Regions from separate parts of the Mus musculus genome. Here regions 1, 2, 4, 5 and 6 are each linked to region 3. A link is a contact called in public Hi-C, HiChIP or PLAC-seq and promoter capture Hi-C data. All regions are on one chromosome and are shown on one strand. Each heading gives the region's core, a stretch centred on a gene start, on an enhancer-like site or on the middle of the called end of the contact. The rest is flanking DNA. Distances are from core to core; before and after follow the strand shown. Region 1 overlaps Opcml (opioid binding protein/cell adhesion molecule-like). Region 2 overlaps Opcml (opioid binding protein/cell adhesion molecule-like). Region 3 holds the start of Opcml (opioid binding protein/cell adhesion molecule-like). Region 4 overlaps Opcml (opioid binding protein/cell adhesion molecule-like). Region 5 overlaps Opcml (opioid binding protein/cell adhesion molecule-like). Region 6 has its middle 58 kb from the start of Spata19.

Region 1 (2,913 bases), core at 21-2,520, 370 kb before region 3:
GGTAGCCCCAGGTTCTTGCTCTGTGAGTCTCTTGTTTACTTACAGCACCAAGGAGAGCAGGCACCAGGCAGTTTTGTAGGAGGTGCCCTACCACATGCTTTCTGCTCCTGACCTTTCCTCTAAGGTTACACCCTGTTTTTCTTCAGGATGCTTCTTTGATGACTTCAGACTACATGGGTGTCTAGAGCCCCAAATCCCAAAATGCACCTCAACTGTGGCAAGTCTCGGTGGATCTATCTCCATCTATCACGGGGAAACCTAAATGATGAAGACAATGACTTTCTTCTTGAAAGAAGCATGCTGTGTGGGCCACTGTGTGTAAGTTTTGCATCCACTCCCAGTGAGTGGATTCATTAATTGTCTGATGGTGCCTCAATCACTTGAGGATAAAAGTCTCTCTCTTCTTTCACCCAAGCAGTAATAACGCCTTTGCTCTGTGACAGATAATGCTTGGACAAGAAAACTATAGGATAATAAGAAATGGCCAACACCTGTAAGGCCCTCAAAATTAAATAGAAAAGGACGCATTTAAATATTATGATATACCATAATAATAAACACCCCCACATAAGGTTCTTGAGTCCTTATGTTCCCTGCATAAACTTTTTTAATCCACAGAGTAGCCCCAATAGTTTATTCAGTTAATTTGAATGATGAGATTGCTATACAGAGATTAAATTACCTGCCCTGGCTCACATAACGAATGATAACAGAGACAGGATTCAAAGCCAAGAATTTAAGTGCAGAATGTATTATTGTTTATTTTCACGGTTTATGTGTTTGTTTGTAGTATATTTATGTACTGTGTGGGTGTATGTGTGTATGGAATATGCACATGTGTGAATGTGCATGTATGCCTGTGCGTACATCTGGAGGCCAAAGTGGGACCTTGAGTGTTCCACTGAACCATTCTCAGCTTTATGTTTTTGAGTCAGCATCTCTAACTAAGCTTAAAGCTTAGCTAGAAGCCAGCAAACCCCACCTGTCCTCCTGTATCTGCCCCTCCTTAGTGCTAGTATTCAGGTGTGTGGAGAATTCTTTCTGGCTTTTTACCTGGGTGCTACGGATTTGAACCCAGGGTCTTATGTTTGAAGAGCAAGCACTCTTACCCACCGAGCCATTTCCCCAGTCCTCAGAGCTGTCCTTTTAACACAGTTCTACATAAAAGAAGCTTTTAATGCTGCAACATTGGCACAGGTCATGGAAACACAGAGGGATCAGTTGTCTTGGCTGTGAGTAGCCATGGAGACAGCAGGAGATTTACTGAGAATAGCCAGAATGGTGAGAACACACAGTTGTGTGGAGAGGGGTAGGGGATACATGGACTTCCTGGCTCTCAGCTGAGTCCTGCACGTCAGCAAAACTTCCCCCTTGACCAGGACAGCATGGAGAATTGGAACCTGACGGGACCAACTCAGGCACAATTGGGACAGTAAGCTCAGGGTAATTCAGATGTGAAACAGAATAAAGTCGTTTGCAATTATCAGCCCCGTGCTCTTTGTGGGAGTGTTAACACTGCTCTGCAAGTCAGCTCTGTGAGTGCTGGCATTGTTTTGAATCACTACCCCTGCATCTTTTGCATATTATCTAGAAGAGAAGTGTGTGATTAAAGGCAAATAGGCTTGCACTTTTCTCCAGTGTTTGGCTGTACCTATTCGTAACTAGAAATAGCAGTGAAAGAAAATGGGGCTAAAATGGGTTAGAATAGGGGGCTGGGAGATAGTTCAACTGCTTTGCTTTACAAGCCTGAAGACCTGAGTTAGAGCCTTAGAATGTGTGTTAACTAGCTGGGCTAAGTAGCATGCACTTAGAATCTCATTGCTGGACAAGCAGTAACAGGTAGATATCTGGGACTCCCTGGCTATCCAGTTCAGCCTATTTGTCAGGTTCTAGATCATCAGTGCCAAAAGAATGATGCCTAAGTTTGTTCTCTCATCTCCATACTTTACATGCACATGTGTGCATTCATGCAAGTGCATGTATGTGTGTGCGTGCATGCACATACACACATTCACAAACACACAAACAAATACACAGAGAGATAGACAGACAGAGGGACAAACAGATGGACAGGAAGACAGACAGACAGAGGTTAAACATCCATAAGATGATCTAGATGACAACCTGAGAAAGATGTTTCCTCAGTGGACGAAAGATGCAGGGTTAGGTACCATGCCTGAAGGGCCACTCTGGTGCTAGCAGTGCCCACTGGCTGCTTGCGTCATTATCTCATCACTTCTTTGTTTGGATCCCTCATCATTAATAATACGATAATATAGTCCAAATTTCAGAGTTGCTGAAAAATGCAAAATAAATAATGTATGCAAAACCACTAGACGCTTGTTAAAAATTATCAATAAACACAATCCCATTTTCTTTTCTAACTCTGCCCAATTCCAAACAGATCTGAAAGCTAGCTGCCTTCTAATTTGGGGCCAAACATTCTGACTACAGTCTATCTTGTCAAAGGCCCTCTCCACAGGCTTATGATGAGTCAGAGAGATTTTTTGTAATATTTTTCAATCCCATTTTTTTCAGCTATAAATGTTGATGCTTATATGTTTTCTCATTCTTAAAGAAATTATAGGTCAACATTAGGGTCTCCCTGTTTTGCCTTCAAGACCCCATGCATCTCTTCATGTAGCACCTCCAGGGTGATTGCATGTTGTCAGCACTTGGCCATAGCCAACAGCTCCCAAATCTGTGGTTCAGCATAGGCTACTCTGGAATGGGTCACTCACTCCAAGGCTGCTCTTCCAGTAATCAGTGCCTACCACCTACCCTTTCACCTTTTTGTTGACTTCTCTTTCTTGGAGGAGGGAGATTATCTTCCCCACTCACATGGCGATTGAACCCAAAATCTTTATTTTATTTAATTTCTTCTCATCCTGTTTCTCCTGATTACTCCTTCAT
Region 2 (3,130 bases), core at 406-2,905, 410 kb before region 3:
ATCTACTTAAGTTCACTTTATTCAAAAAATTCCCATTATGATGTCTATTACCCTGTAGGCTAATGAAAAGTAGAACAAAACAAAAGTCAACTTCTGCTTACATGTGACTTTTTAAAGACCTACCATCCCTTTGTCAGCTTCCCGAGGCTTTGTGTCACCGGTCCTGGTCCATCTGCAAGGTCCCTGTCCTCAAAGAGAGTGCCACTTGGTTTTACAACAAACTCCAGCAAAGCAGAATTCATTGAGTAAGAAAGAGAGAAGAAAAGCCTAGGTTGCAAGGATTTTATACATCAATAAGGCATATGTATGAAGCTGTTCAAATTGTTAATGGTTCACTGTGAAACACCCAATACCACCTGGGACAAAGCACCTTACTAACCATTAATGAATAGGCACACACAGAATGTGAGATAGTTCGCCAGCTCCTTTCACTGCCTTTGATAACACAGGCCCCAGATTCATCCCTGCTGTATAATGAAAACCTCAGCCTGAATTGTATCAATGCAAATCACAGGAGCTGCCTGCAAGCTTGTGTATTATAACTTATCTGTGGGGCCAATAAAAAGATATGCCATTATCAGTCTTGTCCACTTAACTATTAATAAGGTTCCCTCGGCCCTTTCATCCCACCGCTCTCTCCAGCTCCCACTGCTAGCACCGGGGCCTGCTTGCCTTCCCCACTGGCAGGCTCAACCAAGGAGAGTGGAGTGCCTTAAGTGTTGCAAAATGCAATGCATGAAAAGGAAAATAACTTGAGCGTTCTTCAGGAACACTCAGGTTTTCATTCCAAAGCCTGGAGATTCCCAGGACTGAGATGCCCCCTCCCCCATCTGAACTACAACATCTTTTCAAGTGCTGCAGAGGGGTTTCCCAACGGATGGGGTGTCTTCAACCTCTGTTCTTGTCCTTTGGAGCACTGAAGGCAGGAGGAGGATGGGGGCCAGAGACCACAGATGACTTGGGAGGCTGGCTCTGGGCCTTCGCTTCCAGCTGTGACACTTGCATCAGGATGTGCTTCCTCCCTGTTCTCTGCCTTCTTTGCTGTTCTACAAAGTCCTGTGCAATCCTCACCTAGCCATACCCAAGTGAGCTGAAATAGTACCCTGCGGCAACCACCAGGTGGCTGTCTTTTCTCTCAACCCAGCACCCTTGGGCTGCAGGAGAAAGCAGAGCCCTGAGAGCCAGGCTCCATAGAGAAGACCAGCAAGGTCCTTTGGCACTCTGGTTTATGTGTAATTATTGTCACTTCCCTCTGCTGGTATTTTCTTGAGCATTTTTCCCCGCTTCCCAGATTCTTCTTCTCTTCATCCTGACTGTTTTTCTACTGGGCATTTTATCCAAATTTACAGATGTAGTCACTAAAAGGAAATCTCTGAAAGAAAGAATCTGACTGGCATTTTTTCTTATGTGTCCATCTACCTTACTGTGTCTGATACTCAATTCAGGTTAATTAACGTCATGCTGAACTCCCATTTGGTGATGCTTGCATGTCTATATTGTTTCTTGTGACCTTCACAACATAATTCCTAACAATAAATAACACCTGAAGTGCTATTTACCCCCACTTATTACAGAAGCCTGGGAGACAGGCAGAATGGCGTCCTGATTACCGTGTGGTTAGCTGAATAACTGCCAAGACTTGACCAGAACAAGCTGGCTTCCATTGTGTCCTGTTCCCCTTTAGTGATGTCATTTCTCTGTGCAAGGGCAGGCACAGGAGCTGCTCCTTCCTTTCCTCCACAGCTTGTCACTTATTTCTTTAAACTGTTATTACAGATGGAGCCCTGCTTTTGAGTCAGGATCCCCTCTGATAGCAACACCAGCTAAACCTGTCCCCATCCCATCAGATGTTCCATATGGCTGACCAATAATCAACCATGAATATTTATAACATTTCAGAAAGCACCTCCACCTGCAATGCTCTGTAGAAGTCTGTGATAATTTAGAGTACAGGATGAAATTTCTCAAGTGCAGACTGGGCTGAGGCTGGGCGACACCAATGCCGCAGTGGGTACAGTGTGTCCATGCCCAGGATTGCTAAGGCATGGCTTTTCTTCTAATTGGGTATCCTTCTCCCACACATGGCCTTTGCAAACAGAAACACCAAAAGTAGTTTCCTTTGTTTTAGTTAGCAAAACACATGAAGAGTAAGTTGCTTAGACACACAAGAAGAGAGCAGAATGCAATCCAACAAGTTGGAGAGTTGCCATAGGCAACAGCTGCAAGCCTCCACTGAGAGGGGAAAAAGCAATATTGACCAAGAAGTAGCATATCCCCCTCCACACATCCATCTGACAGTGTGTCCCTCACCTGTATTTACTCAAAAGACCTCAGAATCTACTTAGCTTGAGAAGCTTATTTCTAGCATCTGCAGATGCTCAGGAATGTAGTGTCTGAGACAGGAGAGTGAGAGACAGGTAAGGGAAATTAATAATGTATGCAGTAAAGCCCATTTAGTTTTCTTGCTGGGAAAAGGGGCTCCTGTGAGGAAAGATGGAGTAAGTGGTTTGAAATGATGTGCATAGAGAGGAGGATGGTTCTGGCAGGATGAGAATAGAGTGTCTGTTGAAATGTCCAAGCTCTACAACCAAAGCCAAAGCTCTCCACAGATGAGCTCTTAGTGCTGGCAGGGCCTCAGTTCTCCTTTCCCTGCCTCTGTCTGCTGAAGATCAGAAGTACACGAAGGCACACAGGGGTAGACATTCCATCTAGAAAGAAGCAACTTTCTAGATCAGTAGGGAAAGCTGTGAGAAACACCAGACACCTGTAGCAGCCTGGGAACCTCTAACACTAGATGTAAGCCAGCATCCTGGTAGGTTAGGCAGGCATTCAGGAGGCAGAGGGGGAACGAGGAGTGGCCTCCCCATAATCTGGTGCTCTTTGAATCAGACATACAGGCTCAAAGGAGTGGAAGAGATACGAGGTGGAGCTAGTGAGAAGCAAAGAGAGAAAACAAACGCTGATGGGAGGTGGATAGGCTCGGACTGCCCTGGAAATTAAACAGGAAATGTAAGGTGTGGCTACATTTTGAAGGAGTTTGAGTTCAAGGGATTTGGGTAAGAAAGATCTGCATGGTGTATGGGGAGTGGAGAGTAAATTTTCTCAGGATATTAGTTTTCAGTAGAAAAGG
Region 3 (3,178 bases), core at 470-2,969:
AGAATTCAAAACTTAATGGGGAGGCATAAAATTTCCAAATGAATTAAAATGTATTTAATAAAGTGGTGCAACATTATACAAGGGATATCTTTTCTTTTTTAAAAAATCATCAGTTTTCTCTTTCATCCCAATAAGTTCCTTTCTTTTTTTCTAATTTTCTTTGTTAGCTTAGAAGAACTTTGGAGAATTAGGTTTAAATGAAAGGGAAGAAAACCTCACCGAGGCATCCTGAATATAAAATGAAGAATTATGTGCTTCACCTATGAACGTGAGGGTTAACAATATTGGCATTCATGTCTGTACATATGTAAGGGAATTTAGGTCTAAGCTAATGTTTAACGGAAAACATGCTATCTCCATTTGCAACATGAGGAGAGAGAGGGAAGAGAGAGAGAGAGAGAGAGAGAGAGAGAGAGAGAGAGAGAGAGAGAGAGAGAGAGAGGAAGAAATGCCCCCTAAAGGGTGAGGTTTAGTGTGGAAGACCCAGAGACCCTTTGATGCTGCCTAAAATGTTGGCAAGCCTTCCAAGCCCCTTCAGCATTGTGTGAAAGATGCCTGCAGGCATGGTCCTCTGCTTGCAGAAGGCTCTGAAGCAATTACCAACCCTATTAAGATGTGCGGGAGTCTGCAAGGAGTCTAGCAGGCTGACTGGGGAGGGTTGCGAAGGTTGCCTTGAAGCATCTTACCTGGGTCACTGCAGACTTGGTCTGCCCAAACAAGTAAGTGCTGTGAGAAAGAGCACTGCATTAACATCTCTGCCCACCATTGGGACTCTAGCAACCCTCCACTGGGATTAGATTTCCCAACATTCGCCCGGCTTGGACCAGATCAAATCTACTAGGGAAAATTTATGTCTCTGCTGTGATGTGATGATTAGGAAGGAGAAAGTGGATTTCAAAGGCACAATCTGCCCATTTGGTGGAAGGATAAAGAAAGGACAAGAGGTGGTGGAAGGATTGTGTTAAGACAAAAAAAAATGCAGTAGAGAAAAATTCGTGAAAGAATGAGAAGGCAAACAAGGAGGTAGGGATCTGCAGTGGGAATCAAGGGAAGGGTTCAGAAGGATGGAAAAGAAGAGAGGAGAGAACGTTGGGAAGAGAGAAAAAAAAACAGGAAGGGGGGAAGAAAAAAGCATAGGAAACAGAGACGCAGAGATTACTACATTCAGAAAAACAGAGACCAGTACTGAGCGGGATGCCAGTTCCTGCTGCAGGTCCCGACAGCAGCGCTCAAGAAGGCTTTTGCGCCCCGGAGTTTAAGCCCCTCTTCTGTCACCCTTGGGACCACAGCTGGTCAATGCCAGTTGTGCCTTTCACAGAACCAGCAGCGCCTTGCAGCACGGTGCGGATCTCGAACCCAGCTCTCCCGAGAAGGGAGCAAATCGCTTGCTGTGGGCATCTGTCTGCCTGAGAGCCAGCTAGCCAGTGAGTGTGTGTGCACACGCGGCAAGCCTATCTTACTCACATGCCTCTTACACTCCCTCTTTTCCTCCTTGCCTCTCCCTCTTCCCCTTCTGCCCTAGCAGCGGCATCATTGCTCAGAGAGAGAAAACACCCTTCTTTGCTGGGTACCTGGGATGAAGAGCAGGGCAGTGGTGGCCGAGAAGACGATCCAGTAGGCGGGATGGTACATCTCGAGGCTGTGGTGCGCGGCGGCCCGGCTAGCTCCTGCTGGTGCTGCTGCTACTGCTGCTGCTACCGAGGCTGCTTCCTCTGTGCTGAATTCTGAGCAGGTTTAAATCCAATGTTTGCAAAGGGAGGGAGAGAGCAGAAGAGAGAGAGAGCGCGCGAGATGGGAGCAGGCAGACAGCGTCTCTGATTTTTTTTCCCCTTGCACATACACACAACTGCTAAGAATCATTAGCACCAATCTTCACTGGGCGCACAGCAGACCACCTCCAAGCCACATATTGGCTCCACTCTCCTGAGCGACACCGGGAGACTTTCCTGTTGGGAAGGCTCCACTCCGAGGGGAGTTGAAGCCTGTCCCTTGCGCACCCCCCTCACCGCGCAGCAGTACTGCTGGGATCTGTGTGAGTATGCCAGTGTGCTTCGCATGGGCACACCCGCTCCTGGGTGGGCAGCAGGAGGGGTCTAATGCCCTTTCCTAAATCTTACCCCAGCAGGTCTCGGGACACAAGGATCAGGAAAGGGCTGCTTCCTGGCAGAAATTGACTAATGCTCATGCCAAGACCTTATCATTCCTTCTTCCTGGTCTCCAGCCCAGGATGCAGCCAGAGCTTTGCTCACAGGCTGCTCAAAGGCATCAAGTCCCCATCCCGCCAGCAAGAGTACTTGAAAGCAGCCTAACTCCCCAGCTGGAAAATGGACATGTTCAGGTTTTTTTTTTTTTTCTCATCAAAGATACAGGGAATCTAATTTGAGCCAGCTCCCCCAAATTAGAGCATTAGGGAATTCTACCAAGACAAAACCCCAAACAATTGCCATGATCCCAGCACACTTAGATAGGGACATCCAGATTAGGTCTTAAGGAAGAAGAGACTTGCAGAAGTCCTCAGAAGAAGGCTCACAGCCATGCCTGTGACTTTGACCTTTCTTTTCTTTTCCTTCCTTCCTTCCTTCCTTCCTTCCTTCCTTCCTTCCTTCCTTCCTTCCTTCCTTCCTTTTCCTTTCTTCTTTCTTCTTTCTTCTTTCTTTCTTTCTTTCTTCTTTTTTCTTTCTTTTTTCTTTTCTCTCTTTCTCTCTCTCTCTTTCTTTCTTTCTTCTTTCTTTCTTTCTTTCTTTCTTTCTTTCTTCAAAAGATTTAAATAAAAAAAAAGTTGCAGGCTGCTCACCTGAAACAGAGGGCCAGCCATCCTTCACCTCCTTCAATGGCCAATGACTGACGGGGGAAGAAAAGAGAAGAGGCTTGAGTGCCTAGGGAATAATAATCTTTCTTTCTTTCTTTCTTTCTTTCTTTCTTTCTTTCTTTCTTTCTTTCTTTCTTTCACCATGATCCAATTTGCATCTGTGTAATCATAGTTTATAGGAACACTACAGAAGGCAGCCAAAACACACTCTATCTGTCCTCCCTGGAATGTGAATTGCACACTGCTGCATGGCCCCTGAACTCTGTGAAAGGGCAGTGAGAAGAGCACTGGATATTACGGAGGTTCTGGAGAAAGTACCTCTGTTACCAGGTTTTCTCCAAAGACCCCATGCCTGCTGGGATTCCTCCC
Region 4 (3,190 bases), core at 376-2,875, 430 kb before region 3:
AGGTCACTGGGCTCTTTGTCTTGGCACATTCCCCCATCTTAGTTAGTACAGGACTGTTTCAACATCAGCTCTCTCATTAGTTCTATTGGTTTCAAGGGCCCTATGGACCCTCTAAATGTAATGTTTAACACCCATGAGAAAATGAGTCTTTCTGATGGGTCTTTCATCATCTCTTCCCATCTGGAGCTCCCTTTAAACTCACAGATCCCACCTGCTAAGAAAACAATGAACTCCAGTGACTTTTCTTTGTGCGCAGACAGAACTCCCATAAAATAAAGCTGGTATCAGAAGAAGCAATTCCTGGTTGTTGTTGGTGTGGGCAGGCTGATCCTGTATGGATGATACTGGTCCTACCATTTTCTGGGAGTTTCACTGAGATTTGATATTTCCACCTTTGATTGGCACCTGTTAATAACCCCAAAGATGGGTACAGGATGCTTATACTGTAAGCCAGAGTTATCTATGACTTTATTTTCCATCAGCTTTGTCATTCAAGGGCAGTAGAAAAGGATATTATTATTTTTCTTAAAATGCTGTTATGGCTTCACAGACACGGGACTGAGGAAATGGTCCTGTGTCTGCTTTCATGATGATGCTCGGGAAAGATTATGCCAGGATTGTTTGCAATATTCAAAGAATTCATTCGTGAGGTTTATTACCTCCGTATTGATGCATGACAGCCATCATGGTGACAATGCTGTTTGTTCCTTATATTAATCTGGGCAGTACCATTCAAATCATATAATGCATATATACATATATATATATATATATATATATATATATATATATATATATGAAATAAATAAGATTCTGACCTTGAAGTTCAGTGACTTTTTACTGATAAAGGGGGGGGTGCTAGAAGAAACAAAATACCTATTAGTCACTTGAAAAAAAATAATACCTAAAAATTAATGTTGACATTAAAGAAAATCAGTCATCGTGGTGCTCAGTGTGTAAAAGAACTGAGTGGTAACTGAATAAAATTCAAAACAACCTAGCAAATAAAATCTGATCCATCTCCATTTTCCCCAAATCATAAAATCTGTGACTTATTTTCTAGGTGTGAGCAAGGAAAGGCATCCGTGTGCTTCCTCCTTTCACAGATGAGAGAATAAAGTTGGAGAGCTAGGAGTGAGAAGCCAAGTGAGCCAACAAGCCTACTTGTTTGCCCAATTTTCTCTGTGTATGAATGCCAGAGGCATAGCCATGCTCGCCTGAAGCAGGAAAATGTCGTCCCTGTCTCATGCTGTATCACCGTGATATATCCTTTTGCTGTAGTCTGTAATGTGTCACCAGCCCTTACAAAGTCAGTGCCAAGAGTGTGCAAGTTAGGAGACACAGGGGACTATAATTACATTGTCCTCAAGGAAGAGCAAACTGCCCTTTGGGCAATTTCCCTGTGACTGCCCCTGCCATCGGCTCCAAGGAGGGGTGTGATGACATCTGTCTTCTTGGTACACAGGCCAAATTTAGGCAGGATCTGGTAGTTACAATTTACACCTGCCATTTCTGAACACTGTGAAATAAGCCAAATGCATTTGAAAATGACTTATTTAAAGCTCAGTGACAGAGCTGGGTTTGCTCATAGTCATCATGTGAAAATGGTCTTTCTATTCTGTCCTTCCCCAGAGAGACAGTGGACCTATGAAGAGCTGTCCCACCTCTTTCCATCTGCCTATCAGGCTGTAGGGATGGCTGGCCGCTTGCCACCCATTCTTTCTCCTGTCCTTGGGATTAGCTGTTGCTTGCCACCCATTCTTTCTCCTGTCCTTGGGATTAGCTGTTAGCTGGAATGTGGATTGTTTTTGTGCTTCACTAAAAGAGTCCTTAAAACCCATCAAGAAATCAGCATTTCATTCTCCATTTTCTTAAGCAGGAATTTAGACCTCAAACTTTGAAACTTGCACAGAAAAGGAACAAGGAGAAAGAAAAGAGAAAGAACAGGACCAGGACCATGTCTGTCTTGTAAATAGTTTCTTGCATGAACAACATAATCTCATTCTTGAAACACAATAAACTCCAAAGATAGTGCGTATCTTAGCATGTAAACAAGGAACTTGAATCAAGCCTAAAGCCAAATCCTGGCAGCGCACACTAATATCCCCTACAGCGAATGGATAGCACAATTTTAATACCACACAGGAGCAATAGAGTGAACAGACTCCAAATAATTGAGGATATTCCTTAGTTTTTAGCACACAGAAAATTTACAGATGCTTGATGGCAACTGCATGCTCTGACCTCTGAGTGCCACACACATTCTGCCTTCTGGATGCTTTCCTCATTAGAATGGAGGTGAAGGTATGGCCATCCATTATGAAAGTATCATCGCTGTAAAACAAGCAGGAGGACTACAGATCAAGCTGGGAGCACGATGGGAGTCCAGGCCCTTTGGGAAAAAGGCCACAGTAGGACCTGCTTTTTTTTTTTTTTTTAAATAGTCTCCCAGGTGGTTGTTTTTAATAAACAGAGCTCAAGAAAAAAAAAGAATCCCTACTATGTATAGTTGCTAAAGGATTTCTACATCTAGTCATCTTACTGCTTTCAGAAATCTGGTCCCAAGGACTGCTGTCTCCAGAGTCCTGTTCCCATCATGGGACTTTCCTTGGATTTCTTGCTCTGCTTAAACATCTATCAGCTGTCTATAGTGGGACTGCTCTCTGTGCCTCCAGCAGACTCCTCCTCCTTCCTGGTGCCAATGAATGGACACAACACTGTTCTAGTTGCTCTTACAAAAATCCCAGAGCTATTCTGATTCCTTATTGCATTCCTTCTTTCTTGTCCTTTCACCTTTTCTTTCTCCTTCCCTCCTTCCCTTCTTTCTTTCCTTTCTTCTTTCTTTCCTTCTTTTCTAATATCATTTTTGTCCATTGAAATCTCATTGGTTCTGACTTCATGATATATCCAAAATTGAGTATATATTGTTACCCACTACCTTCACAAGGCACAGATATTTCTATTTAACACTCCAAAACTACAACACAGAATGATGTTTGGCACAGATCTGGTATTGAACTATTGATTAGCTGCCAGATTATGTGTAGCAAGAAACTAAGGTCCATCTATACAAGAAGTATGCTCTAGTTGGGGGAGACTCTCTCTGCCAGGAACTTTTACTGGAGAGTCCAAGAAGACAGTCAACCATTTAGGGTCTTAAATGGAAAATAGGCAAAATGGTCTGTGGGTA
Region 5 (3,204 bases), core at 588-3,087, 290 kb before region 3:
GTCTCCTTGACATAGTGTGAGACAATTATTTTGATAGATGGTTTATCATCATTGTCTCAGTGTCTGTTGTATTGCTATAATAGAATACCTGACATTGAGTAATATATAAAGAAAAGAGGCTTGCTTGGCTGACGATTCTGATAGTTGGAACACCTACCCCAACTGCACATAGTTGGGGTGGATATAAAAGAACATGTGAGCAAGAGAGGGCAGAAAGAAATGAGCAAAAGACCACCTCACAGTAGCAACCCCAAGTAATACAGCACCATGAGCTCTGGCCCATTCCTCCTGGAGGCTATTAGTTCTTATGGATAGAGTGGCATTGTAACCATAAGACTCTCAATGGCCCCTTAGCACTTGAGCTCCTAGATATCTTCCATGTATTTATCTGGTCTGAAATACTCAGTGCTATTCTACTGAGGCTTGAACCTCTAGTGTATGAACCATAGGGGACAAGACGAGTGTAATCCATAGCAATCATACACCATATCAGAAAGAAAAACAGCCTTGTCTTGGTCCTAACTGTATAATAGACAGACACCTAACTAGCTCTCTTTGGCTGCAGTCAAAATCGTGTAGTCAAGAGAATCAGGGTCGATAGAATCCAACCTACTCCCCTGTGAGGAATATTGGGCTGCCATAACAAAATGAACAGGCTGGATTAGTTAGCAACACAATCCTCCCCCACATTCCAAGTTTTAGAGGCAAATAGTCATGTGGGGTGTGTGTGTGTGTGTGTGTGTGTGTGTGTGTGTGTGCTCAAGCATGAGTGCATCCCTGCATAACTGAAGTAGGTTCACCTTGATGATCTCACTTAATCACAATTCCCCCTTTAAAACCTCTTGCTTCAGGGCTACCTCTGTAGTACTGTGCTAGCCTAGCATGTGCCAGGACCCAATTTCCATCTTGTATAGCAGAAAAATATCCTCTTCAAGCTTTGGACACACTCAGAGGTTCTAGGGTAATATGGGAAATATGAAGGAGAGAGGAGGGCATCGTTCAACCACAATAGCACTGCACTGTGTAGAGCCGTTGACTAACTGTATAATACCAGCTAAGTAAAGTAGAGAGGTGCTCAGTTAGTTTGAGAGAAGATACACTGTGCCTGTTTCTGCAATTATATTTCTTTTTTACTTACTTTTTTGGGGGTATTTTCTTGCCCCATTTAAAAATAACCACTAACATTTATACACTTAAACTATTTCAATTCTAAAGAAATAATACACCTTGCAAAAACAAACAAACAAACAGACAAACTAAAAGTCACACACAATAGTAAGTAGCATAGACAATCAGAGCACATTTTCACTCTCTTGTGCTTTTTTATTAGCTGGCTTCCATCCTTGTGAGAATGTCAAACTCAGTGGTTATTTGTTACAAGCAGCTGCTTAGACCTGGGAGCCTTGCTGAACTCTAAACCCCAGTGTCTCCTGAAATGTGGAGTCGGACTTAGTGCAAAGAAGCTGAGGTTTTCTCACACAAGTTGCAAGGCTGGGAGACTGTACAGCATAAAACCCAGCCCTGAGAAGAACTGAGCAGACATATTGTGGTTGTGCCTTGAATGTTGTATCTCCCGAGGGCGGAGAGAACTTTGCTGGCCCCCTACACTCACCTCACTTGCCATTTTTACCTGCAGTTATTTTTGTTGCAATAACCAGCTGCAAAGTAACTTGATCTAGGGGGCAAGAGGTGAGAAGCATTTATCCTTCCAGGTGCAGTGGAGCGAAGGGCTCTGACTCACTGCAAATGTGTTCACAGCAAGAAGACAAGACCCTGCAGAGGAAAGCAGACATCTGCTGTGGGAAAGGAAGGCGGGGATAAGGCTGGGAAGCAGAGGAAGGCAGAGCCAGGTTTTTGGACAGGCAGAGAAGCCAGCTATCCACGTGGGATTCAGAGTCTACCCCAGTCTTCTCTGCTCTTTTCTTAAGGAACTGGAAGTTCTTCTGGGGTACTTAGAAAGGCACCACTGCTCTGCTGTGGGTTCTGCTAGAAGCAGACACTGAGACTGATATGGAGACAATTGTTTATTTGGTCAGAAAGAAAAACACCTGAGGGAATGAGTCAGGTCAAAGCTACAAGCCGGTGCATCTTGATTCCACTATGGAGAAAGCTCATAACCACTGGAGAGCCTGCATTTCAGAGTTACCCTGGTCCTCATAGCTTCCCAGTGGAGGCAAGTGGAGAACATACAGAGCCTTGAATATTGACAGAGCATCCATTGCTAGTCCCCAATATTGCTAAGCATTCATCTAATGGGACCAAATGAACTAACCCAATAAGCTAATGAAGAGTGCAAACCTGAATGTTGGAACCTAGAACAGACAAGCTGTATAGTCAGTAGTCTATGAGGAAGCAGCAAGTCCCCAAATGCCCATTTCCTTCATGATGCTATTCGGTTGACTTGAAAACGACTCTGCCCTGTGCAAAAAGATGTGTTTCTGAAAAGGTGGGCTGGAACTAGAAGACACCCCTCTCCTAGATCTTCATAGGAGGCATCAGTGCAAAGCCATGTAATCCTTCCTCTCCATGATTCTCAGCACACTGTACTACAAGGAAAGAACAAAGCATACTCCTTCAGAGAAGGAGAACTTCTGGACCGTTAATTCTTAGGAAATTCTGTAGGTGGGAGCTTGTTTTATGCTAAAATGAATATGTCCTAAACACAGGCCAAGTAGCAGGAAGAGGAAGTAGGTCATAGCCTTCTTAAAAGTCAAAGAAGCCATTTTAGGATTCCAGCTTTGCCTCTGATGTAAAATGAATGCCCTTGAGCAACCAGAATGGTGAGCAAAGTTCCAAGGACGAATAAGACACCTGCAAAAATTAGAAACCATCCCAAGGTAAATAAATGGATCAGAGTCTTCTGTGTACCTGTTATGGTTCTGAACATGGGGTGTTCCTCGCAGGCTCATGTGCAGAGTGCATGGTAGCTGATTGGTTGTATTATTCTGGCCAGTGCCTGAAATATTAGGGTAGAGAGACTTTATCTGAAAGAAGTAGAAGGGCATGCCTTTGAAGGTTATACATTGTCACCAGACTTTTCTTCTCTCACTGCTTCTGATCCACCATGAGATGAAGAACATTTTTTGATACATATGTCTACTGCTGGGGTGTTCTGCTCAAGAACAGAGCCAAGAGATCATGGACTGAAACCTTTGGAATTGTGAACCAAAATACCCTTCGCCACCTTGCATTGCTTTCTCAAGT
Region 6 (3,251 bases), core at 359-2,858, 340 kb after region 3:
TAGTGCTAAAGAATAAATAAGGTTATCCATTTGTGCATTTATATTATTCATCAGCAAACTACAAGTTTTGAGACTACTTTGTGCTTTAAGACCTCGTGCTGCTCCTAATCACACTTGGAGAGGGGAAAACCCTGACTGTGGATATTGAGAGGAGCACAGAGGCTTGGCGGTGACCCTGAATCAATGAAGGTTCCAAAGCTACACCAAAGTGGCCTCTGTAAAACCCAGACCCCTGATCCCCCATCACCAGTGGGCACGGTGTAAGACCTCAAGAGGGAAGGGAAGCATCTCTTTAAGTCTCATTTTGCTGCATCTCTACATAATTTTTGAGTAGAATGATGCTTAGAACATGAGAAAGTTGAGTCCGGTCATGGTCATTTGAAACAACAGTGAGACCCTCCACCTGTCAGAAGGGCTGTTATCAGAAAAGGACTGGGGGTGCTGAGGAGGGCAAGCTTGGCAGGCTGCTGATGGGAATGTGCATTGGCATTGCTGTTACTGCTACAGCAGAAGCTCCTCCAAATGTCCCAACCAAAGCTAGCTCAGAGAAGACATTACATTCAAGGAGCCACAGCAAGCACAGAAGGACAAGCACTGTGAGACCTCGCTGAAGTCTGGAATCTAAAGCAGTGGACATCAAAGAAGCCCGGAGTGGCATGGTAGCTGCCAAAAACAAGAGCAGAGGAGAAGTGTGGAGACACTGGTCAACGTTCAGACTTTGTCCTAAGATGAGAATTTAAGATGTAACACAAAGGAGAAAGGATACAGCGAGTGATTTGATTGCAGTGACCCTGTCATGGTGTGTACATATAAAACCTTAAATACATACAGTTTTATTTATCAGCTGAATATTTTTAATTAATTTTCAGTGCATTGACTATAAAGAATACCTAAGCTGTGAGACTGGAGAAATGAAACAGTAATCAACAGGGCATATTGCTGCTCTGGAGAACCATAATTTTGTTCTCAGCACCCCTGTTGGAAGGCACACAACTGCCAGGCACTCCTTCTCCAGGGGATCCATGTGTTCTCTTCTGGCCTCACCAGCGCAGACCCACACAGAGAAAACACACAAAATTAAAATAAAATCTAAAGGGCATGATGGTGAACATCTATAACCCTAACACAGGTGAGGCAGAGGTAGGAGAATTGCCACGAGTTCAAGGCTAGCCTACGTGACAAAACAAAACAAAACAAAACAAAACAAAACAGAGGAAGAAAGAAAAGAAAACCTAAACATGGGATTTCTAGAAAAAAAAAAAACAAACAAAAACAAAAAACCCCACCTTTTCTCAACCCCTCATAGAACAAAGTAGTTAGCTGCTAATGTGATCCTTAGCTCTATTCAGAGGACAGAAAAAGCATAACTAATGAACTCCACAGCCCTTACCCCCACCCGATCACACACACACATTATCAGGACACTTGGATTTTACTCTTCAATGGGCTCCTTCCTCTTCTGTAAAAAGAAAGCAGATGTCCTCCAGGCAATTTTTCTCTAAAGGACCTCAGAAAGCAGCATCTGCTGCAGGCTCTGCCCGCCCTTCCAGACGCTTCTGAAGATGAGGGAATTTCCTTCCTTCCTGGGCCACCCCTCCCTGAGTCTCCACCCACAGAGCCAAGCTTGCCTGGTCTGCTCCACCACAGAGCATGAGGACAGATCTGATATACATAAATCAACATATTACTCATTTTCTAGCACTGCCTTTGACAGCTGTTACATGAGCACATTGTTAGAAACTGTCAAGCAATGATACACAGTGCCTTTTACAACATATGTTGACTTTTATCTAATGTAGTTCCATAATTAGCCCCGGGGAAAGCGAAGCCAAGCATCCACCTGGCTGTGTGATCTCAGTTAACCTTTGCTGTGCTCTGAGGAACGTTACCAGGGTCAGGGTAGAGCCAGGGCAGCTGCAGCCCAGGGCTCAGGAGAGGCCAGAGTTTGGGGCTGCCAAGAGAAGACACACTTCCTTTACTTTCCTACCATCCGGTCCAGGAGAAGTAAGTCAGCAGCCAGAGCCTCCGGGAACCGGAGTGCTGGCCGGATCTGGGTGAGCTCTGGAGCCACATTAGGAAAACATCTCCCTGGAACTGGGTCACACAACATAAAAGAACTTCGAGGAGAAAGCTGAGTGTCACTTCAAGCATTATTCTTGGTGTTGTACTGTTTTTCTTTTAGAAAATAAAGATGAAAGTTGCAAACTACACATGCAAAAGAGGAGATAAAAAGCACATGTCACGGCAGGCTCCAGCAACAGGTGACTACATCACAATATGGCAGGTGACCTTGGGGCAATAGTCTAGACTCTAGTTCTGGATCCCTGGTGCACTTGCTAAGTATCCATGAAAGGCCCTCCATTTCCATAAATGTGTTCTGTGTCATTAAGGTTGAGTGACACGGGTGTTGTTCTTCATGGCCTCTTCAGCACCCTGGACAGTGTCTAGATCACTACATACTTGGGGAATCATATACACATGTATGTTCACCTGTATGTGCATGTCAGGAGATGCACTTATGTGCACCCATTTGTGGAGAGGCCAAAGGTGTATCCCTCCATCATGCTCTCTTATTCTTTGAGATAGGCTCTTTCACTGAGCCTGGTATTCACTGTTTCAGCTAGATTGGATGGCCAGGTGACCCTCCAGGAATCCTATGTCCTCTGCCTCTGAGATCTAGGACCACAGGCTCCTGCCACAATTCCTGACATTTTATACAGGTGCTGAAGATATGAATTCAAGTCCTTATGCCTGTATAGCCAGCATTTTGCTGCCATTTTCCAAGCAAGTAATGTTTTAATACATGAGTTCCTGTATGGAGTGTTCTAATGAGGAATAAATGAAAAGACACAAATACATTCAGTGGAAAGAAAATCGGTGCCCAGATATGGGTTATCTGATTTAATTTTTCATGTCTGCTTTGGGAGGCAGTCAGGAATAGAGCTCTGACTACTATGGAGGCAACACATCAGAATAAATCTGAGGGAATCTGAAAGCATAATGGGAACCAAAAACATGAGCGTTTTCTAAATATTCATTTAAGACAGCTGAAGACACATGGCATGTTCTACACAGACATGCCAAATCAAAACAGGGAAAGGCAGATGAACGCTTTGCAGATGCTCCCCTGTTCTTATGCTGTGCTTACAAATCCTGCTGAGCCACCCCTGAGTATCAGTCTTGCCTCCACCTCTGTGAATCCAGAGCCCCTCGGGGAGCAAGATGCCTGCTGTCTAGGGATGCAGCCTACA

The links. Promoter capture Hi-C pulls out the DNA fragments that hold promoters and counts their contacts. Hi-C and Micro-C count contacts between places; a contact is called where the count stands out from the background. HiChIP or PLAC-seq counts read pairs in DNA pulled down with a chosen protein or histone mark.
Region 1: a Hi-C map of forebrain shows a contact between it and region 3, with 4 times the contacts expected there. The contact joins the enhancer-like site here to the promoter of Opcml in region 3. A contact is called at or near these places in 5 of 39 promoter capture datasets (cranial neural crest, embryonic stem cells, neural stem cells and 2 more), 7 of 484 Hi-C or Micro-C datasets (the HL-1 cell line, cerebellum, cerebral cortex and 3 more), 9 of 115 datasets of contacts at active chromatin or transcription factors (SST interneurons, T-cell acute lymphoblastic leukemia, embryonic basal ganglia and 6 more) and 2 of 9 other capture datasets (embryonic stem cells and pancreatic islet).
Region 2: a contact with region 3 is called in a promoter capture Hi-C map of hippocampal neurons, with 9 times the contacts expected there. The contact joins the enhancer-like site here to the promoter of Opcml in region 3. A contact is called at or near these places in 7 of 39 promoter capture datasets (the 3T3-L1 cell line, the C10 cell line, embryonic stem cells and 4 more), 6 of 484 Hi-C or Micro-C datasets (the N1E-115 cell line, cerebellar granule neurons, cerebellum and 2 more), 9 of 115 datasets of contacts at active chromatin or transcription factors (the NIH/3T3 cell line, SST interneurons, VIP interneurons and 6 more) and 2 of 9 other capture datasets (embryonic stem cells and liver).
Region 4: a contact with region 3 is called in an H3K4me3 HiChIP or PLAC-seq map of forebrain, with 7 times the contacts expected there. The contact joins the enhancer-like site here to the promoter of Opcml in region 3. A contact is called at or near these places in 5 of 39 promoter capture datasets (the 3T3-L1 cell line, maxillary cranial neural crest, second pharyngeal arch cranial neural crest and 1 more), 2 of 484 Hi-C or Micro-C datasets (cerebral cortex and cortical neurons), 5 of 115 datasets of contacts at active chromatin or transcription factors (the NIH/3T3 cell line, astrocytes, embryonic forebrain and 2 more) and 2 of 9 other capture datasets (embryonic stem cells and pancreatic islet).
Region 5: a contact with region 3 is called in a Hi-C map of nephron progenitors, with 2.8 times the contacts expected there. The contact joins the enhancer-like site here to the promoter of Opcml in region 3. A contact is called at or near these places in 5 of 39 promoter capture datasets (the 3T3-L1 cell line, cranial neural crest, frontonasal cranial neural crest and 2 more), 4 of 484 Hi-C or Micro-C datasets (cerebral cortex, cortical neurons and nephron progenitors), 3 of 115 datasets of contacts at active chromatin or transcription factors (SST interneurons, forebrain and neural progenitor cells) and 1 of 9 other capture datasets (adipose tissue).
Region 6: a contact with region 3 is called in an H3K4me3 HiChIP or PLAC-seq map of forebrain, with 7 times the contacts expected there. The contact joins the enhancer-like site here to the promoter of Opcml in region 3. A contact is called at or near these places in 9 of 39 promoter capture datasets (the 3T3-L1 cell line, the C10 cell line, cranial neural crest and 6 more), 2 of 484 Hi-C or Micro-C datasets (cerebral cortex and cortical neurons) and 4 of 115 datasets of contacts at active chromatin or transcription factors (embryonic basal ganglia, embryonic forebrain, forebrain and 1 more).

The regions. Positions count from the first base shown.
Region 1 is chr9:28,162,493-28,165,405 of GRCm38.p6, reverse strand. The region is part of intron 1 of Opcml (opioid binding protein/cell adhesion molecule-like); the gene reads right to left. Among named protein-coding and RNA genes, the nearest start is that of Gm39313, 230 kb to the left of the region's middle. Within about 2 kb of position 1,270, at least 17 of the 459 cell types and tissues checked have an H3K27ac peak or open chromatin away from gene starts, as enhancers often do. A contact at or near this core is called in forebrain, neural progenitor cells and neural stem cells, where this site is marked.
Region 2 is chr9:28,195,811-28,198,940 of GRCm38.p6, reverse strand. All of the region lies in intron 1 of Opcml (opioid binding protein/cell adhesion molecule-like), which reads right to left. Among named protein-coding and RNA genes, the nearest start is that of Gm39313, 200 kb to the left of the region's middle. Within about 2 kb of position 1,655, at least 13 of the 459 cell types and tissues checked have an H3K27ac peak or open chromatin away from gene starts, as enhancers often do. A contact at or near this core is called in the N1E-115 cell line, cerebellum and hippocampal neurons, where this site is marked.
Region 3 is chr9:27,789,840-27,793,017 of GRCm38.p6, reverse strand. Opcml (opioid binding protein/cell adhesion molecule-like) reads right to left here and starts at 1,719. Exons shown (of 8, transcript NM_177906.5): 1 at 1,572-1,719. The coding sequence starts at 1,632. It overlaps Gm39314 (a long non-coding RNA gene), which reads left to right and starts at 1,949. Exons shown (of 3, transcript XR_870601.1): 1 at 1,949-2,032.
Region 4 is chr9:28,216,731-28,219,920 of GRCm38.p6, reverse strand. The region is part of intron 1 of Opcml (opioid binding protein/cell adhesion molecule-like); the gene reads right to left. Among named protein-coding and RNA genes, the nearest start is that of Gm39313, 180 kb to the left of the region's middle. Within about 2 kb of position 1,625, at least 6 of the 459 cell types and tissues checked have an H3K27ac peak or open chromatin away from gene starts, as enhancers often do. A contact at or near this core is called in cortical neurons and forebrain, where this site is marked.
Region 5 is chr9:28,079,469-28,082,672 of GRCm38.p6, reverse strand. The region is part of intron 1 of Opcml (opioid binding protein/cell adhesion molecule-like); the gene reads right to left. Among named protein-coding and RNA genes, the nearest start is that of Opcml, 290 kb to the right of the region's middle. Within about 2 kb of position 1,837, at least 5 of the 459 cell types and tissues checked have an H3K27ac peak or open chromatin away from gene starts, as enhancers often do. A contact at or near this core is called in nephron progenitors, where this site is marked.
Region 6 is chr9:27,452,853-27,456,103 of GRCm38.p6, reverse strand. No RefSeq gene overlaps it. Among named protein-coding and RNA genes, the nearest start is that of Spata19, 58 kb to the right of the region's middle. Within about 2 kb of position 1,608, at least 23 of the 459 cell types and tissues checked have an H3K27ac peak or open chromatin away from gene starts, as enhancers often do. A contact at or near this core is called in cerebral cortex, cortical neurons and forebrain, where this site is marked.